Regions from separate parts of the Mus musculus genome. Here all the other regions are linked to region 3. Evidence: chromatin contacts called from public Hi-C and promoter capture Hi-C data. All regions are on one chromosome and are shown on one strand. The core of a region is the stretch at or near the end of the contact, and the rest is flanking DNA. Distances in the headings are between cores, read along the strand shown.

Region 1 (3,009 bases), core at 248-2,747, 250 kb before region 3:
AAGAAAATCAAGAAGAGGGAAGACTAATGGGTGGATACTTCATTCCTCCTTAAAATAGGGAACAAAATACCCATGAAAGGAGTTACAGAGACAAAGTTTGGAGCTAAGACGAAAGGATGAACTATCCAGAGACTACCCCACCCAGGGATCCATCCCATAATCAGCCACCAAACCCAGACACCATTGCACAATGCCAGAAAGATTTTGCTGAAGGGACCCTGTTATAGCTGTCTCGTATGAGGCTATGCCAGTGCCTGGCAAATACAGAAGTGGATGCTCACAGTCATCTATAAGATGGAACACAGGGCCCCCAATGGAGAATCTAGAGACAGCACCCAAGGAGCTGAAGGGGTCTGCAACCCTACAGGTGGAACAATAATATGAACTAACCAGTACCTCCTGAGCTCGTGTCTCTAGCTGCATTTGTAGCAGAAGATGGCCTAGTTGGCCATCACAGGGAAGAGAGACCCCTTGGTATTGCAAACTTTATATGCCCCAGTACAGGGGAATGCCAGTGCCAAGAAGCGGGAGTGGGTGGGTAGGGGAGCAGGGTGGAGGGAGGGTATAGGGAACTTTCGGTATAGCATTTGAAATGTATATAAAGAAAATATCTAATAATAAATAAATATAAAAAAGAAAATATCTAATAAATAAATGAATAGGGAAAAAAACCAGATGTTCCTTATGGGAAATCAGTAAATGACTTCTAAATTTGAAAAAATTAAAAAGTACTTAAAAGGATATTGTTTAACAAATATATAGTTGAACCCTCCTGGGGGCAGGGGGTGTGGTAAGTATTAAAGCTAGTGCCTGTGAGTAGGACTATGTGGCCCGGAGGCTTTGAGATCCTTCAGAAATCATGAGACCTTTAAAACATTCCAATTCACTATGTTGACAGGTATACAAATTTATTTAGTGTATGTATACAAATGTGTGTGTGTGTATGTGTGTACCATTCTGTGTGTGAGTTCCTGTAGAAGTCAGAGATCAGTCTCTGTGTGGTTCCTCACGAGCGATCCATCTTATTGTCTGAGACAAGGTCTCTCACTAAGACCTGGGGCTTGATGGTTAGGGGATGCTGGTGGCTAGCAAGCCCCAGGGATCTGCCTGAGTCCATGTCCCTAGAACTGTGATTGCAGGCACACACCATCATACCCAGCTTTTAATGTGGGTGCTGGGAACTGAACTCTCTTTCCCATGCTTACACTTTATCAACTAGACCGTCTTGCCAGCATGGAGAATTACATTTAAAAGAGGCTCAGTTGTGTTCTATCAGCCACACATTGGTGCCTGGAATCACTAAGTTAAGCCTAAACTAACAGTCTAATTAACAAATGCAGAGTTCACTTTGTTGAACAGGCTCCTCGAACCTCTTTGTATAGGATCACAGGAAGCTAGAGCTAGAACCTGGTTAAAGGGGCTAGACCCCATACAGGACTGTTGCCATGAGGGAAGGAAGAGCTCGGCACAAAACTGGGCTTATTTCCAAACACAGACCAGACAAGTGATGGTTTGCAGCCAAACTGCAGAGCGGCAATTGGTAGATGGAAAATTACTAAGAGGAAACATCAGAGTGAGAGAAAAGAGATGGTTCTGATGGGGCTGACGGGTCAGGGATCTCGCTGAAGGCTGGCCACGGTGACTGCCATTGCCTGGGGATGGAGGAAGATGAGGAGACTGATCAGATATCAAGGTTAAATAGATACTTGAGAGGGGTGGCAGCAGAGAGGGTTCTTGCCAACCTGAACCAGCAGGACCTTGCTAAAGCTGGATTTTGTAAAGAAGTATGCACAAATGAGCCTTGAAGAAGGTCCAAGAGCTTGCTGGGGCAAACAGGAACCTCTCTGTCAGGAGCCTTGGAAAAAATGCACATATCTGAGTCCTACCCTTGACTAATATTCATCAGGCCTGCTGGGGTCTGAGAACTGTCCTCCACTTTTCTGGACCAGGTGTGATATGGTGTGTGTGTGGGGGGTGGGGGTATTGTGGTGTGTGGGGGAAGGGTGTATGTATGTGTGTAGTGTGTATGTGTGAGTGTGTGTAGTGTGTGCATTGTGTGGTATAGGTATGTGTGGTGTGTGTGTGTGTGTGTTGTGTAGGGGGGTGTATGTGTAGTGTATGAGTGTGTGTGTGTAGCATGTGTGTGTGTGTAGTATGTATGTGTGCAATGTTGTGAGTGTGTGTGTATAGTGTGTGTATAAGTGTGTGTGTGCATGTGTGTGTAGTGTATGTAAGTGTATGTGAGCATGTGTGTGCATTGTGTGTGCTTGATATAGGTGTGTGTGTAGTGTGTATGTGGTATAGGGTGTATGTGTTTGTGTAGTGTGTGTGAGTGTATGTGGAGTGTGTATTTGTAGTGTGTGTATGTGTGTAAGTGTGTGAGTGTGTGTATAAGTGTGTATGTAGTGTATGAAAGTGTGTGTGAGCATGTGTGTGCATTGTGTGTGTGGTATAGGTGTGTGTGTAGTGTGTATGTGTGTGTGGTATGTGTTTGTGTAGTGTGTGTGAGTGCATGTGAAGTGTGTATATGTAGTGTATGTGTGTGTGTGTGTGTGTGTGTGTGTGTGTAGGAGGGCGTCAGGGATACTAGTTTCCTGTATATGGCTCTTTCTAGGTATGTGTCAGTGCTTATGAGTCTTTCTCCTCCCTTCTCCTTCATCCTCTTTTGTCCTGACTTAACCCAGAGGTCCCTCTGGATAATAGAAATATTGCCAGAAATTAAGTCTTAGTGTCTGCCTGCCTTTAAATTGCTGCAGTCATTTTCTTCTTCCAACCCTTGGGCGCCCTCTCCTGCCAGAAGTCTGTTAAAACCTTTGGGATTCAAAACCAACCTACAAAAACCAATCGTTTTCAATATGCTAATAATGAATTTGCTAAGAAAAAAAAATCAGGAAAAAAAACAAAATACTATTCACAATAGTTCCATATTATAACACACCTAAGAACAACCCTATCCAATAAGGTGAGGACTTTCAAACACTGAAGGACTTGAAGGAAATCCTAGAAATG
Region 2 (3,294 bases), core at 512-3,011, 230 kb after region 3:
TGAATCCGTGCTCTGCCTGAAGGCTGTCATATGAGTGTGGCCCTGTGTGTTTGTCCCTCACGATGGGCTTTGCTCTGTATTTACTGAGCAGCAGAGAAGGGTATCCCACGAGGAAGTAAGGGGAAACGGCGTAGAAACCTTTAACAGATTTTACAAGAGATAAGTCACCAACACCAAGTGGCCCTGATAACAAACAGCCAACAAGCAACATCAGAATGTTGTCCTCAAGACTTACAGTGAATGCTCACTTAAGAAGACTGCTTTAAATCTCTTTTGTATGTTTTCAGCAGATGATTATTAGAGCACACATACATGACACTGGGTCATGGCATGGAGAAGCACATATTGAAGCTTACAGCTATGCATTTGTTTAGATTGTGAAAGTTGGTTATATGGGAAACCCAAGACAAGTAAAGCCCATTGTTACATTGTTCTCTGAAAGGCAAGTTAAACAAACAGGCCGACTAGAAAGTAGTCTTGAGTGACCTCAATGTATATTATTAACTTCACCCGAGAAGCCCAGCAAAGCTTCCAGTCTCTTAGAATATAAGATAATTTTGTCAAAATACACTCCCACACTCAAGTCTCTTGTCTACGTGCAACTGGATTCTGATGTTTCCATCAACTGTTTTAAATCCACGTGTACTAAGAAGTACCACTTGGAATATTCCCCGCCGGCACGTTCTTCAGCTCATTGCTTAGTCTTGCTTTGGGCTTTGGTATTGTGGGTGTTCTGCATGTGAGGCAAGGCTCCACCACTGAGCTGTGTCTCCTCTGCCAATGCTTACTTTTACATTTTGAGACAGTTTGTCAAAATCACTCTGTAGCCCTGGTTTTGAACTTCGGATCCTCCTGTCTTGGCTGTATAGCTGGGTCACAAGCCTGGAGTATTTTCTCTTACACAGATGTTTCTGATTTACATTAGCCAAACCTGACTTTATTTTATGTCTTCAAATGAGCACTGTGCACATGTAGAAAAGAGTTAGACTTAAATGGCATTGAACCCACAGTAACAGGCCATTTAGAACCTGACACAGAAGAGGACCACCTCTTCTGACTGTCCCAGAGCAGAGCTAACACTTTGGCACCTTCTGGGCCAAACCCTGGGCTTTATTACAGTGACCAGACTTGTCAGGTACCAAGGCACACTGTTATTACAAATATACAAGACATATATGTTGTATGCATGTTGGGTGCTCTCCTGAAGAGGCCAGAGCAAGGCTTCCACATCTTCCTCTTGCCTCACCTCATTTTTGTGGTGCAGGGTCTGCATTAGCCTCTAATTGGAGGCTTCCTGTTTAGACTAAGGCAGCTGGTCAGGATCTAGGGGTTCGATAGAGTCTCTACCTTCAATGACGGGGCTACAGGCACACCAGCCATGCCTGGCTCTTTACTTCAGTGTGGGGATTAAACTCAGATCCTAACACTTGCATAGCAAACCCTTACTCACTGAGCCACATCTCTCCAACCCCCAGGAACTGTTAGAAAGTATATTACGTCTTCCAAACAACAAAGGCCATATGATACCAAGAAAGTATTAACTTGGCACCCTGTGTTTTTATTTTGGGCAACCTGGCACTCCTGGTCCGGCTGTTTTAGTTGGTGCTGGGGAAGGTGGAAGTGAAGATGATTTTAAAGTCGGTTTTGCAGAGATTTCTCCAGCTCTATTTAGTCTGCCCTTCACTGGTCTAAGTCATCTTCCTGTAGCAGGGCAGGCCGTACACACCCCCGCCCCAGACTCATTCCTTTGGGGACCGGAAGAATCCTGGAGCCTGAGGTTCTGGTGGGACCCTGTGTAATGATTCGGCTCCAGTAAATGTACAGAGCCCTGGCCAATCCTGCGTTCGGGAACCCGGGCACAACATCTCAGGCCAGGCGCTCACCCCCGCGGCCTCTGACCCGCGCTGTGCTCGCGAGTCCCTCCCGGGCCGCGGCTCAGCGCGGCGGGGTGCAGGGACGCCTTCTCTCCCGCTCGCCCAGCTCTGCACACTGCGATCCAGGTGATTTCGCCCGCGCGAGACAGACAGGGGAAAAGCCGTGCATCGGGGGCGCGCGTGGAGAGCAGGAGGGGGCGTGGGTGGTGAGGCCCCGCAGGGTCAGAGGGCGCGCGGGGGCTGGCGGCGGGCGCGCGTGGAGCTGGCGGCCGTGCAGGGGCCTGTGGTTGCAAAGGCTGCCACGACTTAACCTGCGCGGAGACAGGGGGCTGGCTGGGGTGCCGCAGCAGGTCGTGGGAGGCTCGCCGCTGACGTGGGGGAGAAACGCAATAGCGTTTCCGCTTCCCGTGTCCGTGTCCGCGTGCTGGAGGGCGGCGACACAAAGGCACGGAGTCCCGGGAACCGAGAACCCTGCTGCTCCCTGCAGGAAGGGCGCCTACAGGCCCTCCCCACGCCCCCACCCGGCCCAGCTCAGAGATTTCTGTTTTCTTCGTGGTGTGTGTGTGTGTGTGTGTGTGTTGAAATTGGGCCAACAAACCCGTGCAGCAAATGTTTAACCACCGAGCCCCAGTTCTCAGTTTAAAGATCTCTTTCGCTTTCCAGAAACTCTCTGGACTTAGTTTCCCTCATCTGTTCAGTGGCAAGACTGGGAGACACCAGTTTTTATGCAGGCTCTCCTCCCCCAGATTCAACAGCTATTGGCCGCTTTTAGATCAGGGCCTTCTACGTGTGGGGACTGACAGCGTTATGCAGTGTGTCTGCTCCGTTCAGTGTGGTGTTCTATTATGTAGAGCTGAGCATCTGCTCCAGTGCCACAGGACGCGGCTCAGGGAAAGCTTTGAAGGGCTGTGCGCTTTCACTCAGGGTCTAGAAGTCCATTCTTTCTGGCTTCTATTCTTCATGTTCCGACTTCCCTGTGATTTCTCTCCCCGTAGGATGGTTTATGTGCTGGCTAAGGACAGTTCTGATGGATGTGTTGTTTTGACAGCACCCCAGAAAGACAAGCTGTGTTCTCCAAGACCCTTCAAGGCCACCAGCACCAATGAATTGTCTATGCTAGGGGCTGGGGTTTGGAGCCTTCTTTGGGGACAAAGGCTTTACCTGGTTTTTACTTGGCTTTCTCTTGGAGAGTCACCAGCTGAAGGTGAGGTCAAGGCCCTGGTTGGCAGTTGGCAAGATCTCCTGGTGATCCCAGGTCAGTGTGGCCCAAGGGCAGGGGTGCCATACTTTGGGGCCTCAGAGAAATAAAATTCTTGGTTCTTGCAGAACTTGCTACGGGCCTTTTTGGAGGCTTTTAAAAAGGTGTGGAAAGAACTCAGGATGGGGCTGCTTGGAAGCAGGGGGCCAAGAGGTCAAGGCA
Region 3 (3,409 bases), core at 346-2,845:
ATCCTGACAGTGAAGACTAAACTTGCCCCAAAGAGCTCAATGCTCTAATCAGCAGGAAGTGGTCTAACAATAACACGGATCCCTTTCTGACCCCTGACTTTATTCAGGGGTCTCTTCCCTTTCCTCTCTACCCCTGTTTTCCCTCTTATCTAGTGTTAGGGGGTTAAAAGCATGGAAGAAAAGGGGTGGAGAAGGGTGGAAGACAGAAGATCTCACAGAATAGCAAAGACTGCTTATATCCTCCTTTCCTTTTTGGGGCTAAACAGTATGTAATAAAGAACATGTTTACTTTAAAAAATATTCAAAAGTAATAGTACTCATAGTAGTTTCAGCTGTGTTCGAAGCTGAGGTGAGAATTTTACTTAAGCATGGAAACTTGAGGCAGTCTCTTGTGGGTGGACATTTATAGAGCTAAGTCTTTTCAGTTAGGAGAATAATAGTGCCAGAGTGAGGGACAAAGATCAGGACTGCCTAATGATCACAGTGGCTTGGAGGGCTGGTGTTGGTATCTATGGCATAGAAAGTGGTAGTTACCGTGAAATGTGCTAAAATCCAAAGCAGCAAGAAGAGGATTTTGAATGTTTTCTTGGAAAGCAATGACATAGTTTCAAGAAAGTCAATATTGTAAGCTCCTGAGTTGAGTGTGTAAATATGCCACATTTTCACACTGTCTCTGTGAAGAAGCTTGACTTTCTGTCAAAATGCAAAGTCTAGAATTTAGTACAACATTTTACCTATTTATACTGTTTTTGAAATTTCCGAGCCTTAGGGCCAATATCTTTGTGTCAATGTGTCTTGATGACTTCTAAAAGGAAAAATAACAGATATGGAATGACTACCAGGTTTTTCTAACTGTTCTATTAAAATGTCAAAAGAATTTTTGTAAGATAGAGTCTCACTAGGTAGCCCTGGCAGACTTGGCACTCACTACATAGAGCAGGTTGATTTCTAACTCACAGAGCTCCACCTGCTTCTCAAGTGCCGGGAGTGTGTGCCACCATGCCCAGCTGTTGGAATGTATTTTAAGCCCTTTCTTTCCTTTTTTTTTTTTTTTTAAACCCTGGTTCAAGGAACTTTGATTAGGTTGTGAATTTATAGAGATGTGATGTTAGCAAAGAATAAGCTTTTGCTACTATTATTAAAATGACATTTTCATCTGCAGTTTCACAGAAAGTAGGAGCATGGATTCTCATTCTCAGTTCCTTGAACTTCTGTTGTGAGTCTAGAGAGAGAAAGAGTCTCCTGCAGTGACTGTTGTTTCTAATACCCATTGACTCTGCTGCAGGTTCTTCCAGCACTGACAGGCGAGGTGGGGTGCAGGCTAGGCAGTAGTCATAGGTAAAAGTACAATGGGAAGGGAAGGTGCTGGTGACTGCACAGCTCCCCAACCCCATTCTGCTCTCTCTGAAGTACTATTGTCAGAAAGGACCATTTTTTTCCTTCCCTTCTGTCCTTCTCTAAAGGTTGTGAGTTTTGTGTGTTTGACACTAGGCGTTCGGGGGAATGAAACTGTAGACCAGCTTTAGAACCTGGAAGCCTGCTTGAGCTTTTCCAACCCATCTGCATCATCCATCTGCTGTGCACTGCTTTGTAACATGCTTTGAAAAGGAGCAGGTCCACACTTTGTTGCTAGAACAAAATCTGCCTGGCCTACTCTGACAAACTGATCCTTCACCAGACAAACTCCTCCTCTGGCTGAGGTTCAGGGTCTGTCCCTGCCAGTGTATTGAACAAGATTGGATTTCTGAGTCCTTACAGAACTGATTCCATGTGTAGCCAACTGTTGTTATCTGTCTGTGAGGTATTTTGTGTGTTTTGGGTTTTGGAGGTCATACTCTGTGGGCCAGACTGGCCTCAGTTATGACCTTCATGTCTCTGCTTTCCCAGTATGGGGATTATAAGCATGCAGCACGATTCCTGGCTTTTATTGGAAAGAAATGATAAATTTTTGAGACAGTGATTAGTGTAAGCCTCCTGAGCCAGTAAGTGCAGTGTGTAAGTGTGCCGTAACTTTACAGTCTCTCTGTGCAGAAGCTTAGCTTCTGTCAGAATGAAAAATGAAGAGTTACAGAATAGCCTTTGCTCCCCATTTATACTGTAAATCTTCTGGGTCTTAGGGCTGATATCTTTCTGGCTGCCCATTTTCCCAGATGACCTTTGAAATAATCTTGCCAAGCATCTTCTTGTGCAGTTTATGTCCCCTTCCCTGGTTCTGAGAGGATCTTGGTAAAAGTAGTTGAATTTCTAAGTGTATTGCTTTTTCATTCAGAACATGTTAGTTTTTTTGTTTTCTGTGTGTGCTGATAGCACTCCACAGCTTTACACATTTTTGTTATTCCCATTATGTGTTATGTATTTCATTGCTATAATGAATGAAGATTTAAAATCCTATTATTTTTGCATGCATAAAGTTCATCTTGATATTTATTTTGAGTAATTTTTGTGCATGGAGTACAGTTCACTTTCTTGCCTATGGTTAGTGATGATTTCATTCACTGTTGAAAAAGGCTACCCCGACTACACTGAGATTCCTTTGAAAAACCAGTATATATGTGCTTCTTTGTGGGTTGTTTCTGACTGAAGAGAGGTGACTGACATTACAGACGGTGACACTGAACTTCATCCTGCTGCTTACAGTGCTGTACCATTGAAACCTAGAAATTGTTTACTTCTTGAAATTGTTGTTTGATGCTACAGGCTGCTAATCATAGTTACGTGAAACCATGGGAAATGAAATCTGAATATAGTCTGCTATAATTTTATTAGAATTGTCCTCCAAGAACTCCCATATTAAAGGCTTATTCCCCAGCCTATGGTTCTGTGGATTGAGCCTAGTGGGAAAAAGTTAGATCCTTGCAAACATGCCTGTAACGGAGATAGTGAGACTTTGACCCCTACCTGAGTCTGTTTTTTGATCCGTAGCTGCCATAGGTGAGCATGGCTCCTCTGCTATGTATTCTGGCCAGCTGTGTTTGCCACTGCAGGCTTGTAGCAGTATGCTCAGGCAACCATGACCATGGACTGAGACTTTTGAAACTATGAGCCGGAGTAGACCTGTCTTTCTTTTAGTTGATTATTTCAGATAATTTGCCACATCGATGAGATGTTTACTAACACAACCTAACTTTCTGAGGCAATCTGCTTTCAGACACTAATCAGAAGAGCGAGAGATTGCTTAAGACTCTGAATCATTGCTGTAGTCACTGTTTCTTGTGTGCTAGATTTGGTTAGTAGCTCTTTTCCTCTACTTAAGCAATTGTTTTCCCAGCCGGTTCCTGTTTCTTTATATAGTATGTGCTAAGAAGCACTGTACTATATATTATCTGTTACTCAGTGCACACATCTAGATAGCTTTGTGTTTCCTTTTTAAACTTATTTTTATTTATGCCCATTTGTCTGTGTGAATATA

The links. Promoter capture Hi-C pulls out the DNA fragments that hold promoters and counts their contacts. Hi-C and Micro-C count contacts between places; a contact is called where the count stands out from the background.
Region 1: a contact with region 3 is called in a Hi-C map of cerebellum, with 2.5 times the contacts expected there. The contact joins two enhancer-like sites. A contact is called at or near these places in 14 of 484 Hi-C or Micro-C datasets (the 3T3-L1 cell line, B cells, the HPC-7 cell line and 10 more) and 2 of 9 other capture datasets (liver and pancreatic islet).
Region 2: a promoter capture Hi-C map of hippocampal neurons shows a contact between it and region 3, with 3 times the contacts expected there. The contact joins the promoter of Hhat here to the enhancer-like site in region 3. A contact is called at or near these places in 4 of 39 promoter capture datasets (3T3-L1-derived adipocytes, cranial neural crest, epiblast stem cells and 1 more), 1 of 15 datasets of contacts at CTCF or cohesin (pro-B cells), 5 of 484 Hi-C or Micro-C datasets (cerebral cortex, cortical neurons and embryonic stem cells), 2 of 115 datasets of contacts at active chromatin or transcription factors (bone marrow-derived macrophages and embryonic basal ganglia) and 1 of 9 other capture datasets (adipose tissue).

The regions. Positions count from the first base shown.
Region 1 is chr1:193,255,464-193,258,472 of GRCm38.p6, reverse strand. It overlaps a transcript of Hsd11b1 not described here. Among named protein-coding and RNA genes, the nearest start is that of Hsd11b1, 15 kb to the right of the region's middle. Within about 2 kb of position 1,497, at least 31 of the 459 cell types and tissues checked have an H3K27ac peak or open chromatin away from gene starts, as enhancers often do. A contact at or near this core is called in cerebellum, where this site is marked.
Region 2 is chr1:192,769,686-192,772,979 of GRCm38.p6, reverse strand. Hhat (hedgehog acyltransferase) reads left to right here and starts at 1,761. Exons shown (of 12, transcript NM_144881.4): 1 at 1,761-2,000.
Region 3 is chr1:193,002,332-193,005,740 of GRCm38.p6, reverse strand. All of the region lies in intron 2 of Syt14 (synaptotagmin XIV), which reads left to right. Among named protein-coding and RNA genes, the nearest start is that of Syt14, 32 kb to the left of the region's middle. Within about 2 kb of position 1,595, at least 16 of the 459 cell types and tissues checked have an H3K27ac peak or open chromatin away from gene starts, as enhancers often do. A contact at or near this core is called in cerebellum and hippocampal neurons, where this site is marked.